Regions from separate parts of the Hordeum vulgare genome. Here region 2 is linked to region 1. The links are chromatin contacts, called in public Hi-C maps. All regions are on one chromosome and are shown on one strand. The core of a region is the stretch at or near the end of the contact, and the rest is flanking DNA. Distances in the headings are between cores, read along the strand shown. Region 1 holds the start of LOC123402309. Region 2 has its middle 120 kb from the start of LOC123401802.

What was found. Hi-C and Micro-C count contacts between places; a contact is called where the count stands out from the background.
Region 2: a contact with region 1 is called in a Hi-C map of seedling, with 2.3 times the contacts expected there. The contact joins the enhancer-like site here to the promoter of LOC123402309 in region 1. A contact is called at or near these places in 3 of 6 Hi-C or Micro-C datasets (leaf and seedling).

What each region holds. Positions count from the first base shown.
Region 1 is chr6H:517,886,183-517,893,558 of MorexV3_pseudomolecules_assembly, forward strand. LOC123402309 reads left to right here and starts at 4,085. Exons shown (of 2, transcript XM_045096208.1): 1 at 4,085-4,825; 2 at 4,992-5,555. The coding sequence starts at 4,349. The coding sequence ends at 5,000. LOC123402879 (DNA repair and recombination protein RAD54) reads left to right here. Exons shown (of 23, transcript XM_045096841.1): 23 at 2,250-2,797.
Region 2 is chr6H:518,063,324-518,070,939 of MorexV3_pseudomolecules_assembly, forward strand. No RefSeq gene overlaps it. Among protein-coding and RNA genes, the nearest start is that of LOC123401802, 120 kb to the left of the region's middle. Within about 2 kb of position 4,243, at least 3 of the 3 cell types and tissues checked have open chromatin away from gene starts, as enhancers often do. A contact at or near this core is called in leaf and seedling, where this site is marked.

The DNA.
Region 1 (7,376 bases), core at 2,835-5,334:
AACTTCGCTGCAATATAAGCTGGACGTTTCCCCCAGAATGTCCATAATGTGATTTGTTGTATTTTGACATTAGAATTGCTACATGCATGCGATATGTAGCCAGAGAAAAAGGGTGGGTGGTCTTCACCTTTAGTTATTATAATTACAAGGAAATATATTCTGTTCTTTCCTTTTTTCTCGAGATCTGTAGGATTAAAGGTAGTGGGTTGAGTGTGTGTCACAATGAGGCTGGTCTTCATTCCCACCACTCACATGTGCAGTCACAAAAGTTAACACATTGCTGGAAGAAAAGAATTGGTGCTGTTCATGTGCTCACATGGGTTCTCTTGATCTTAAGAGCTTTGCTTATACTAAAACTTTGACCATTATGTGGTTAGGTTTTCAAGCAACTTAACAAAATGGAATGCACATGCTTTTCTCCCCATGAATGATCTGCTTTTTCCTAAAATGGTTCTTAATTCATCCGTAGCTAAAACGGAATTCTATTTATAATACATAATCTGCAGAAAATGCACATAATTTGAACTTTTGATTCCATGTTCTTACAGAACTCATGCGGAATCCTTTTTATCTAATGATATTGCTGTGGAAATTAGACCTCACCTCGAACTGTTGATTTAGATTAGATGGTCTAATATTTACAGCATAGAACTCTAGTTCTGTTGTCTTTGATATTACTGCATCACACCAATGTGAAGATCCTACTTCAACCCATCTAAGTATCTTATAGTAATGGGGACAAGTGTTAAATTCGATGACATTCTTAAGGGTCATTCTGAAATCTGTTAGAAAAGTTTCTCTTCCCTGGCATGTCATGTTTTATATCTTTCCTTGGCTGCTAAGGGGGGAGTGAGGTTAACATGATTAGATGGGTGCTTCAAAACTTTATGCTGTATTCGAGGCTGGGTGCACTCCAGATTAGGTTTCAGTGTCATATATTCAGCAGTAGGTTAACAGTTTTTTTCTTTGAAATCTCGGCCCCTTTTCCAGTGACATGGCACGTCATCCAACAACACAAGTAACCTAACTGAGGCTTAATCTGCTATCCTTTCTTATATGTGAGAGTTAATATATATAAAACGCCAGCACCCTGCTGGAGGTGGCTACTACGTCCAGTTCATAAAAAAACGTCCCTCTGGACATAAGCCTACTAAAACTTTTGAAACTTTGACTACAGATATCTTTTTAAATATTTAGCCTTGATACTTGGAAACCATACGTGCAGACTTGCCTCGAAAAGTACTAGCACAATATCAACTTTTGTTTGATTTTATTGATATGTTTGTAAACAGAAGTTAATGCTCCATGTTATGTGTCGGAGACCTGTCCAAAACGTTAGCTTTTCATGATCTGAATGTGGAGTATCTCGTTGCTGGTAATTTTGCCATTCCAGCAGCATGTTGCACTCCATCTATTAGCATGGACACTGTGAGGTGACCTGAGACTAGACGAGTGTTTAAAATGGTCCTGTTTCCACCAGGACACTATAGTCTGTGATTCAATAGAAATAGGACAGGCATTACTAAGGAACAAGAACTCCTTGACCGGTCCGCTGTGAGGTGACCTGGAGGAGGCACAGGACGGAGGAGCCGTATTATGATTGGTCATGGAGACGGAACCAAGGCGAGGAGGGAGAGGATCCTTTGGGATCACATGGTCCTGTTCTGAGAGGTCCATGTCGCCAGCTCACTCTGGCTAAATAACAAACCGGTCAAGTGTCGGTCAAACGATCTTGTTACCTACCTTCTCCCTCCCTCCCTCCCTCCTGCTGGTGCCCAACCGATCCCAATCCCGGACATCTTTAAGCATGTTTGCATTTTCTTTTGTTAATCTGGCATGTGCATGCGCACTTAACAATATCTGCCAGGCTATAGATGTTCCACTTCATCCTTTTTGTCGATAGGTATCGAGAAGTTTGCAGTTCGTAGAAATGTCACAGCTAGGATTGACGGTTCAAATTTTGGATAGGATTACAGTCGTAGTCGTTGCTTGGTGTGTTAGGCTTTGATTTCTAGCGTGCAACATTTTAACTGGATTTTAACTCCAGTGATATGGAGCCATGTAGACTCGTTAAGAATGCCAGCCTACCTGATTCTTTGCTTGGGCATTCGTACTCCATTCTGCCCTGAACATGGCTTACCCTGGCATCTGGTGACCTTACCATTAACGTTGCTTTCCCCTTGAACAGCACATATCTGTTCATTTGTTATGGAGATCGCTTTCTGTGCTCATCTGCTCTTCTTCTTCAGGTCGTCCACGCCAGGTCTTCCGCTGAGGCCGCTGGTCCCGAATCCACGGGGAAGAAAGCTACCACCGAACCTACGCCCCCGCCCCCGCCCCCGCACCGCACCGTAGGCCGTCGGACTCAGGCCGTACGGATTTTCTTGTTCCTCGGTATGCGCTTCATGAACAAAGCCTTACGATCCTCTTGTCTCGCATGATCCCCAACAGTTGCCACGCCAGTATGGCCCTGTGCCGTGTGGTGGATCATCATGTGTTCAATGAGGAAAAGGACTGTTGTCTGCGCCTTTGCTAATTCCCCCTGCAATTATGGATGGGTCTAATTTGTTCTACTCTACACTTGGAGGTTGGCATCCTTGCACCATACTCCTCGCAAACCCCACTATAATCATGCCCCTTGGCTCATTCGAAGAAATAATTATGCCCCTGCTCTCAATTATTTCATGCTGCTTGATGACACTACTGCTATATAATAATCGCAGACAAAACGTCGATTTCCCCTCGATGTATACCCTTTACTAAATGTATGTATATAACCAAAAATTTCCCCGTGCAATATTTTCCTTTGGTCATTAGTTTGGTTTCAAGTAAAAAACACCATCTTTCACGTGACGACATACATGTACTTACTGGTAGCTCTTGATCTGCAAATAAATCGCAAAGGGTTACGTGTCAAGCTCCGAGGCGAACCCAAGTGGCGTTGGTCGGTGTGGCAGGCAGACCTTGCCGCATCTGGGTCATGCACCTCACGTGCGCTTGCTTTCCCGGTGGTAAAAGGGCCGGGAATCAAGTGCGGTTGCGGCATGCCAGAATTCACTCTATCCAACCACCGTGCCGGGATTATGATAACAATGCCAATCACAAGCTGGACAATGACAGCCATTGTTTGACCGCGGCGAGGCCCCAAGACCGGCATTTGCCACACGTCCAAGCAACTAGCAGCGCGCATCCAAACGAGGAAGAATCGCTGCTGGGAGCACTGGCACTGGCACACCGACGCTCCTGAGATTCTTCTCCCCCCCCATGAGCGCCGCACGCACGCGTCCATGGTTCCCGATCCGTGTTGGGACTTGCGATCTATCGTCCCAAGATCGCATATCAACAAACGGCATTCTTCTTCTTCTTCTTATCCCGGGCCTGGAGCTGGCACAGAGAAACAAAATCAACAGTCCGTTCCAGAACGATCCCCGTGCTCTCTTTTTGTGTAATGAGAAAGGTTTGAACGGTTGTACTGTGGCATGCGGCCGGCGGTGATGCTGTGGTGATGGGGTTTTGTGACGGGTGCCCGTTGGAATTCAGAAGAAGCATCTTCGAGACTTCAACTGGGTTTCAAGTTTCGGGTGCCTTCACTCGAGAGTCAAGTTTCAGGTGATGACAGATATAAGTGGCTAGTCTCCAAACCATAACTACAAAAAGTGAAAAAGCCATGACCAACCCTTACGTTTCATATGGTTCGAGTAAACCCACATGCCCGCATACGTATGGCCATGCCGACATTGTTGTACTCATATACTCCCTTCGTTTTTACATATAAGACCTTTTAGATATTTTATTATGGACTACATACGAAGCAAAATGAGCGAATTTATACTTTAAAATATGTCTATATACATTTATATGTAGTTCATAGTGGAATCTTAAGAAGGTCTTATACTTAGGAACGGAGGGAGTACTTCCAAAAAAATTCTAGGGAAAAGTACCACTTCCTCCGATCTGAATTAACTGACGCAACCTGTGTATGTATCGGAGGGAGTACTGTATATATTTCACCTATATGGCTCTAATCCATTGTTCACCGGTGGAGAAAGAAAACAGCTCGCCATGCATCTCAATCATCACCGTTTACTACAGGCGGTGCCAAACAATTGCAGCGCACATCTACCCAAAAGCTTCATCCCAAGCAGCCCCCCTCTCCTCTCATCTCTATAAAACCCATCCAAATCCACCATCACCTCCACACTCAGTGACCCGTAACAGTGCCCCGTTTCTTCAGCTCGCACGCCGAGACCAGACACCACCACCATCACCACCTTTTAAAAGCCTCGCCACGCATCAGCCAAGCTATCCCACGACGATCGAGCTAATTAATCTAGCTAGCGCGCGAGCCATGGCATGCGTTAACATGTACAACCCGGACGGCGGCGCGGTGGCGTTCGGCGGCGGGCAGCCGGGCCCGCGCATCTCCTTCTCCAGCGACTTCTCCATGGAGCCGCCGCCGCCGGTGCAGAACCGGGCCATGGGCCTGCGGTGCCAGGAGGAGGACCAGAACTTCGAGTTCTCCGTCGGCAGCCACCCCATGATGGCCGCCGACCAGCTCTTCTCCAAGGGCAGGATCCTCCCCTTCAAGGTCGAGGGCGGCCGCGCTCCCTCCACGCTCCGCGACGAGCTCCGTGGTAGCGCCGACGAGGAGAGGGCGTCCACGCCCAAGGGGTCCAGCCGGTGGAGGGAGATGCTCGGCCTCCGGAAGTCGCTATGCGTCGGCGGCGGCGTCGCCAACAATGCCGCCGCGGCCAAGAAGGGCGACAAGGTCGTCGCCGTGGACGCCGACGCCAAGATAGCCACCGACATGGCCGCGTCCAAGCAGGTCCGTCCGCTGGTCATCTCCATGTAGTAGCAATCTTTGCAGTCCACGTTAGCCACGTAGTAGTACATCATCATAGTACTACTACTAGTACGCAATTATTGAATTGTTAAGAGCTGTTGGATGAAGTGATGTGTTGTCTCATTACAGATCCTTTGACCCATTGCAGGAGCTATGAGAGGTGACCGGCCGATGGGGACTACGGCGACATGACGAAACCCTTCTTCTTCCTCGCCATCGCTCGCACCATGTTCACCGGTCTTCTCTCATCGCGCTCGTCAGTCGTTTTGGGTGGCCTGATTGCGTGTGTGCTAGCTAGCCACTGTAGATGGCCAGTGTCCATGTCCATGTGTGTGCATGTGTTGAAGAGCAAACAATTCTGTAATTTCACTTCTTTTTTCCTTCTTCTTATCTCACAAGTGATCCGCTCTCGATCCCTAGCCAGCTAGCTAGCAGCAGCTGTCCACTGCCACTAGATCCCCATGCATCACCTCACACTTCTTTCTCTTCTTCTTCTTCTTCTTCTTCCAAGCTTTGTTTTTTTCCTCCACCACCATCTCGCTCTGCCTGCCCATGGCGGCCTGTACATAATGCTTGTGCGTAGATGGGGGATTTATGGTGCAATGATTAGCCTTTGCCAGACGGCCAGATCTGTGGCGACACGAGCTGAGCCTCTGCTGGCCTCTGTTGTTGTAGGGATCATGCACGCAACAGTGCGCTCCTTTGTCACCTTGCTCCGCTGTGCATCACATGCATGCTTCCTTCCTCCTCCTTCGTCAGTTCGTCTATACACGATGTGCTCCGCCGCATGTGGGTTTATATATAAAGGCAGACAGGCGCCACAGAGCCGGCGCGTGCGATCGAGAGAGAGAGAGACGAAGATCGACGAAGGGTGGGTGTGGCTGGCTCCCCCGACAAGTCATCTGCACTGGATGCGTAAGTCCTCCCCATGGCCGGCTAGATCGGCGTTAGCACTAGTGATCTTATTGTATTGGTCCGTGAGCAAATGGTGCCCGGCTTTGCACTTTGCAGGAGAAAATCAATGGTGGGGCGGCTATGCTAACGTTGCTTTAGCGCATTCCGTGGGTGCACTGTCTCCCCCGTAGGCTGGCAGCCGGCGGTCGTAGTGGGATTGTTTAAGAGGATAATAATGGGATAAGCAAGCACCACGTACAAGGTCCGTGGAATCAATTGGTGGCGATCGTCGTCGGTCATCATCTTTGAAGATGCATGTTTCTTCCGACGATTTGTGGCACAACTCCTGGTGAAGCCGAGCTGTTTCCTCTGAATCATTTTGCTTTTCTCAACAAGCCATCAAAGGTGCTGGGAGACTAGTGAGTCAGAAACAATGATCGATCCACGGGTTGGTTTGAAGACAAAAGAGGCCGTTTGTTTTTGCCTTTGATTTGACCACGCACTTTGTAACACGGGGATTGATTGCATTAGGGACAGCCATGACATCTTGATTAATTAGATCCCCACAAATACAAAACTGTTCCCATCTTGAGTGCTCAGGTCGGCATGACCTATGCAGCTATGCCCAACCAGCATGTCAAGATCACGGCCAGTTCTTTTGAGGTGATTCTCGACAATCGCGTACGGAGAATCAACAATAGGAAAAGAACTCGATTTGGTTATCCAAAACCGCCTCAAAATGTTACAAGCGGTAGTGCAATGAAAAATCACCTACGAACCATAATTCTCACCTTTTCTTTTACACACGGCACGATCAAAAATCACTCACATATAAAAGTATACACTCACCCCTATAAATGTTAACACACACATTCTATCCCTATAATCACCTCCGAGACGTCATAGCATCTTGAGATTTTAAGAATTCACTACACACGTCTTGTAGTCGACGGAAACGTCTTCTCCCACTGAACGAACATCGCCGAAAACTTGAAATAAATTCAGGAATAATGCAAGCACCAATGTCAAGTCTAGAACTTGAACACTGATGGATTGGGCGTACCACCGTCCTCATATAACCATCCAATCACAGATTGATTCACATAAGACAACCCATAATGGGAGTAACTTCAGCAGTAACATAAGGTCCAATTCAGTAAATTTGCTTATGTGACAATGATTTAATGAGGAAAGCGATGAATCGAGTAACATAAGTAGTTGTTCATGCTATGAGTAACATCACACATACCAAGACCAAATGAATCTATAAGCTAATAAATAAAATGTTGCATGACATCATACATTTATTACTCCCCACTATGGAGGTAGTAACATAGACTAGTAACATATGCATGTTACTAGTCAAAGTAACTCCTCACTATGAGTAGTCTAATTCTCACGATTCTCGTAGCTCCTGCAAAATAAAACGTTTCAAGTTTTGTGACTATCCCTATTTGAGAGTTGAATTACACGTAAAATGCCACTCGGTCCAGTAAGGAGAGCATGTTCGACCGCCCCTTTTCTTTGTCGCTCACTTCATCCTCCATTCTACCACCCCCGACGCGATAGGGTTCATCCCAACCGCCTCCAGGTGCCATCGCTCGACACGAGATGCTGCACCCGCCCCTCTACGGACCTA
Region 2 (7,616 bases), core at 2,993-5,492, 180 kb after region 1:
GAGGTGAATACGTTGGGAGGCGACACTTTAAGCCCCTACCTTTCTATGTGTCCGGTTGAAACCTTTTTCTCATATGTATGCGGTGAGTGTTAGCAATCATAGAAGACTAAATGATAGTTGAATATGAAGACTTGCTTAAAAGTTGTAATATGTGACCCTTCCTAAAAATGTGATGAATTGTCTTGCAAAGTTGACTGAAAACATAGTTTGTTAGTTTTCAATAGAGTTTATGTTTCATACTTCGATGTTGTGATGAATTGTTACTCGTTTATGAGAATTTTATATCACGAAAATTTTGTGAAGAAGTATTTTATAAAGTTTATTTGTTGTTATAATAATGAGCATGATGATACTATGTCCGTATTTTTTTATCGACACCTCTCTCTCAAAGCGTGTGGTCATGACTTTCGTTATCGGTTTTCGCTTGAAGACAAGCAAGGTCTAAGCTTGGGGGAGTTGATACATCCATTTTGCAGCATGTTTTGCTAATGTTATTTGTAGTGTTTTTGTGCATTATACCACTTTATAGAGTAAGTCGAATGCCTTTTCTCTCATAAAATGCAAGGTTTACACCAAGAGGGAGAATGTCGGAGATGGAATTCTGCACGTGAAAAAGCTACGTCAGAGATACCTATTCTGCACATCTCCAAATGCACTGAAACTTCACGAGGAATTTTATGGAATAAATAAAAAATATTGGAGGAAAGAAGTACCAGAAGGGGATGCCAGGTGGCAACTTTGTGCCAGGGCGCGCGAGCCCCCCTGGCGCGACCTGGTGGGTAGTGGGCCACCCAGCCCACTTCTGGCGACTATCTTCTGGTATATATATTGACTTTTAACCTGCAAAAAAATCAGGAGAGGACTTTCGGGATGGAGCACCATCGTATCGAGGCGGAACTTGGGCAGGAGCACTTTTGCCCTCGAGCGAAGCAATTCCGCTGGGGGAACTTCCCTCCCGGAGGGGGAAATCAAGACCATCGTCATCACCAACAACCCTGCCATCTTGGGGAGGCCAATCTTCATCAACATCTTTAACAACACCATCTCCTCTCAAACCCTAGTTCATCTCTTGTGTTGAATCTTGTACCGGAACCTCAGATTGGCACCTTGGGGGTGACTAGTAGTGTTGATTACATCTTGTAGTTGATGCTTTATTGTTTATTTGGTGGAAGATCATATGTTCAGATCCAATATGCTATTTAATACCTCTCTGATCATGAGCATGTTTATCACTTGTGAGTAGTTACTTTTGTTCTGGAGGCCACGGGAGAAGTCATGTTGCAAGTAGTCATGTGAAGTTGATATTCGTTCGATATTTTGATGATATAAATGTTGTGATTCCCTTAGTGGTGTTATGGGAATGTCAACCAATGTTGGGGATATCGCTTATCAGGAACTTATCGATCGACCTAGGATAAGGGGTAAATCGCCTGATTTATCAGCATATCGGCTGATTTATCGGCATATCGACCAATTTATCTTATCGATCAGACATTGGTAAATGACAAATCGGCCGATTTATCAGCATATCGGGGGATATCTTGAACAGTGACGTCAACTACATAACACTTCACCATCTTTGGGCCTAAGGGAATGCATTGTGGAGTAGTTATCAGATGGTGGGTTGCAAGAGTGACGGAAACTTAAACCCCAGTTTATGCGCTATTCCGTAAGGGGCTGATTTGGATCCCTATGTTTAATGCTATGGTTAGAATTTATTCTTAATACTTTTCTCGTAGTTGCGGATGCTTGCAGGAGAGTTAACGATAAGTGGGAGGCTTGTTCAAATAAGAACAACACCCAAGCATCGGTCCACCCATATATCAAATTATCAAAGTACCGAACACGAATTAATCTGACATGACAAAAGTGATTAGATGAAATTCTCGTGTGCCCTTAAGAACGCTTTGCCTATCATAAGAAACCGTTCCAGCCTGTCCTTTGCCACAAAAGGATTGGGCTACCTTGCTGCACTTATTATCACTATTGCTACTCGTTACTTGTTACAATTATCTTGCTATGAAACAACTTGTTACCGCTATATCAGTGCTTGCAGAAATTAGCTTATTGGAAACTTCTTGTCATTTCCTTTTGCTCCTCGTTGGGTTTCACACTCTTACTTATCGAAAGGACTACGATTGATCCCCTATTCTTGTGGGTCATCACCCGGTCATGGAAAATCAACCCAGGCGGGCGCCTCAAATGGGCCTCAAACGCTTGGGATGACTGACACCCCTCATATCTAGCCCAAATATGGGTGGGTATGGCGCGCCGGGGGGCGTCCGCCGCGTCGGACCCGGTCCACGTTGGCTCACCCGACCCCACATATATTCATCCTCATACGCCCGTTGGACCAAACCCTAGCCACTTTACTCTACTCCCCTCCATCACCCGAGCTCACCTCCGACGATCTCCGGCCCTCTTCGGCATGGCATGTATTGGATCTGACTCCGACTAGTCCGAATCCATCGATTGGGGTGTCATCTCGTGCGGGTTGGAGGAGTCAATGGTCATCCGCATTGCGCTCCGGCACTCCCGGGAAGACAACGCCCAACCGACGACAGGATTTGTCCTGCGCGACTCCATAGCATCGGCTCAATGGACGCTTGGATCCTCTGGGGATGGATCCTCGCGGCCTTCAAATCTATCCTTCCCATCACCGGTGGGAGGAGTATGAGTTCCATCGGAACCGGTGTGCCCGTCATGGGAATGAGAGGATAAGGGCCGCTGAGGCCCGACTCGTTGCCGATGTGGCGGTGACGGAGGCGGATGATGTGGCACCGCGGGAGTCCACAAAGGAGGAAGCCATCTCCGTCCGCATTGTGAAGAAGAGACAGGGGAGGAACATGCACGCCCTTGCTCGAGAGCAGAATCGGGCGATCCGTGAAATGGTCGGACTGCCATCAAAGGAGGACATCGACGGTGAGGACAACTCCGACCAGGAGCATATCCGTCTCAATTCGTATTGCATCTTCAAACGATACTTACGCGAGGAGGACGGCAATTACGCCGGAAAGAGCATGGGCAACTGAGGATGATCTTCATCATAATCAAACATGTCAAATTTTTATATTCCGTTGACATGTTGAATGTTACTAGCAGAAGGACCCGTGCGTTGCAACGGGAAAAAAATACCACACGCTCTTAGTTTATAAAAAATGGTCTATAGTCTGAAAATTTGTAGTTACGGTACAACCAAAGATGGTCTTACCCTACAAAAGTGCAGTTCAAGATTTCACATGTCTTTTATTTTAACACGGCTTGCAAGTAGATTTAATACGTACAAAGAAACAGGCAAATGACCTTCAATTTCTCCAATCCAGTAATGAATTATTTATTAAGATTGCATCCTAGATAGTACTTTTATTAAATGTGTAACAGATAAAATAACATCATATTCAATTTCTACATACTTTTCTAATCAAATTTTATATATAACATGTTAAATTCGGAGTTACGATTCAGGGCCTGTTTGGTTCCCAGCCACACTTTGCCAAGCCAAAATTTGGCAGCCATAGTTTAGTTGGCATATGTTTGGTTTTGTCACACTTTGTCTTGCCACACTTTATTGTCGCTATGGCCCATTTGTCATAGAGTCAATTTTTTTATCAACTTTTACCAAAGTTTGACGTTAACACTTTGTGGCTTGTCACACTTTAATGGCTTGCCACACGTTGACCGGCAAAATTAGTCTCCAATCAAACAAGCTCTTAGAAGATGACGGTGACGCAGGCAACATAGGATTCCTCTCCTAAATTTTATCGTTTCTCTAACCAGACGTCACTTTGTCGTTTCTCCTTGTAGCCGTAGGGGTCAAGATCAAAACGCCCTCGCCACGTTAGAAACAGACAGGGGATAAGATATACTACTACTAACAATAACGCTGGCCGACAGATACAGATCGGCCATGTTCAGCTTCTCATGCACGGAACATCAACTTGTTACTCGCAGCCAAGCGGTGACGGTGAAACGAAAACCAGAGCAGAGCAGATCCACAGGTGGCTTCCCTCTGACCAATGGAAGCTTTCGTGCGATCTGGTGATGTCACATGCGTCTCGCAACGCCGGACAAGAGTTCCGATCCACTGCAGATCGGGTTGGTTAAACTAGTCGAGTGGCGCTGTCCCCTCCGATCGACGAACCCCTCCTGCCGTAGCGCCGAATATTCTTCTGTGAGCCGCTCCCGTCCGGTCGTTGTTAGATTCCGGGCAAGCAAACCGTATATGCTCGGCGTAGCAGGCTGGAAAAACGAGGGCCAATGATGAGTAGAGTGGAGTAGAGCTGATTAAACATCAGCGACACTGACAGACACTGTGGAACATGGAGACAGCCTAAGACTACTCTGCATTTGACACCGGCTACTTGGCCTGCGGCGGAATTTGATAGTCTATCCGTTTGATGCTACACCCGAGAAAACATGCCAGGCAGTTAATGAAAATTCTGCATGCAGAAATCACACCGTGACACTGATATACCATTGACTAATGCAACTATGTGTCCTCTGTCAAATGGGCTGTGCACATGGACTGGAAGCTAGAGTACAGTACGGCAAGAACTGGGGGTGATTAACAGGCAGCAGCAGCGACACATAGGAGTATAATCCACCCATGCCTGATTTGACGGTTAATTGAAGAGACCGTCCTTCCCCTGCGACAGTAAAACTTCCCCAAGCTGCTGCCAAAAATTACAGTGGTAGTAACCAACCAACGGCACTGAGCAGTGAGCAGAGGATGGACGCTAGCTGCAGCCGGAACAGGGGCGGCAGGCAGGACAGGAGACTGTACTGGTACTGCAAGAGCAGAACGAACACCTGCAAAGAAGGGAAACTTACTGTGTTTCTATGGGCAGCAAGATCCTTCTCTTTTGGCACTTGCGGTGCCTGCATGCCGGGTGAATTATTAACCCACGCGTGCATCGCACGGTCCCCCGCCACCGTACGACGCGACGGAAGCCGACCGGCCAACGGCGTGATCGGGCGCGGGCATGGCGATGGCGGAACAGTGGCGGCGCACAGTTAATTGACGCACCGCATCGGCATGGGCTACCTGCCTCTGCTCTGCTCCAGCCGGCACCGGCCGGACGTACCCTGCCGGTGGTATTGATTCTTTGCTAGGCCGCTATTTAATTTGTTCTTTTCTTAGTACTCTTTTCTGCAGCTAGCTATAGGTACGCATATCCTTGGACGGACTGGGAAATGCGCTCGTCTTTTGCGCCCTATTCGTCGGGGGAATCCGATGCTTCGACTGGGAGAAGCGCTAGTGCTAGCCACGGTTTTAGCTGGGATGATGATCCTGGATGTCCGCTTTGGTTAGCTGCAGGTGGCTTGTAATCGTACTGACAACTGACTGATTCGGGTCAATGCAGCTAGCTAGCTAGCTCTTTGTACGTTTCCGCTCCGGTTTTCTGAGTCGTGCTTATCTTATCTTATCTTGGAACTGATGGGTCGAGTGACTTGTCCACTTCTGACTCTCCAGTAGAGGCGGGCAGTGGCAGGAACAGGTGTACAGAACCAAGTTTCTCCATGCATTGATGCATAGTCAGTCTCCAAGCAGGCACCCAACAGCAACAGGCAGGTGCTGTGTTGCTTTCCGCTGCCGACCGATCGATCGGCCTGCGCCTTCTTTTTACAGGAATCTTGACCGATGGATCGATCGATCAATCGGCTGCGCTCTATTCACAATCTGTCGACGGTCGGTCTTTTAATAGCATCTTTAACACACATCGTACAACGTCGATCCGTAAAACATGTTCAAAATTTGCAGAAAAACTACTTTGCAGGTCGACACAGGCGTGGACAAAATCAAAACCCCGTAAAGTGGACCTGTGAAAAAATATTCTTTGAATATAGCGATTTTAGCCTTTTTTTTTTCTTTCCATCATCCTCTTCCTCACGTCAATCTAATATCGGCACATACTGTAGGACAGGGCGGCCACCGACGAACGAACGGAAAAAGAAGACGCGGGGTGGCCGTTTGCGGACGAGCGATCGTTGGCACGCGGCGACCGGACTTCTCCGCGAGCTAGAGCTAGCTAGCCCAGATCTAGCTAGCTAGCGCCTTTAGAATGAATCGATTCAGCTAGAGCTAGCTAGCTAGCTACTAGTGTCCTTTGAATCGAATCGATTCAGCTTGCTAGCTCCTTCGTCAGGAGAGCCATAGACGGGCACGGCTAGCAGCGCGGGCGGACGGCCAGCGGGCGCAGCGGTCGGGGCGAACGATCGGCGCACGGACGGGAACGGAAGCAAGCCATGAAGGTTCTGATGGCAGTTGGACTCCTCTAACGGTCTTTCGTATATACAAGCCGTCCTCGGGCGTCCTCCGAATCCTTATTTTTACAGGTTTGGTGAGGATATTTTCAGTGCTCCTTAAAAACTTTTACAGATCGCGGTCCGATACGGATTCTGATCTGACAGTTTTTTTGGTGTGTACCCGTATTTTAGCGGTTATTTTATAGATCCAGACATTATATAGCGTGTGCTAGAGATGCTCTAACCGCGCTATCAGCCAACTGTCCATGTAAACATCTCAAGCTCTCCTCCCAGCAGTGACACAATACAAACACACGCATATATAATCAATCAGAGACTGTCAGACTGAACCATCCATGTCTTTAACACTTGAGACGTCAGTCACTACAGTCCACGGTGCCCCGTGCCCCCAGCCCGGCCAGTGTTGCTGTGCAGGGACAAGGAAAGAATCAGAAGCTGCAGACGCAGCCGCGACCACGCGTGCGTGCTGTCAGTTCACAGTTACTGGCAGACCTACCAGAGTACCAGCCCGCCGCTGTTCTGCCGCCCATGAATCGCGAGGAGGAAGCGGTCACGCGGGCGTGTGCCTGCGCGGCCGGCCCCGCGCACGTCCCCGTGACAGGCCACGGCGGCCATTTACGCGGGCGCGCGATGGGCTCCGCTGCTCTTCTTCGCACCGACGGGCAGGGGCGGCGGCTGGGTCGATCCAGCATTCATGGCTTTCATGCGCACGAGGCTTGGCTTGGCCGGCGCATGCGCGTGGTGGCCGGGGGTGCCGAACCGGGTGTAAATGGCTCACGGGCCGTTGGGATCTCCACACAACGGAACCGTGCGTACGCCCCCGTACGTGATTTTCACTCTACCGCCGAGATCGACGCGGCGGGGTTCCGTTCCGCGAGTTTACTGCCAGATGTGATTTCACGACACAATCGGCCGTCGACAAAGAGGATCACGGACAACCAACGTGTGGTTGGATGATTGGAGTAACGGTGATTCACTACGGTTGAGAACATCTACAACCGGAACTTAAATCCGGCCCCTTAAATGTACGTGGACGCGTCCGGTCACTGACCAGGCGTGTCCGTTTTAAGCCTTACTTTTTTATCTATGCAGTCATATCTCTTATATTTTTCCTCATATGTCCGATCATTTGCGCGTGATTGCTTGAGAAGAAGAGAGAGAAGGGAAAGAATGAATAAAGAAAAAGAAAAAATGATATGGATAGGGTCGCGTCCTACGTGATGGACTGTCCGCGCGTGCCCAAACGCGTCCGCGAGTCCTCATATCGTCTTCATATGTGAGATCGATATGTGGGGTGCCGACCAGTCCAGGTGTTGAGATGGGTATGAGGGGTCCGACTGGATCGTTTT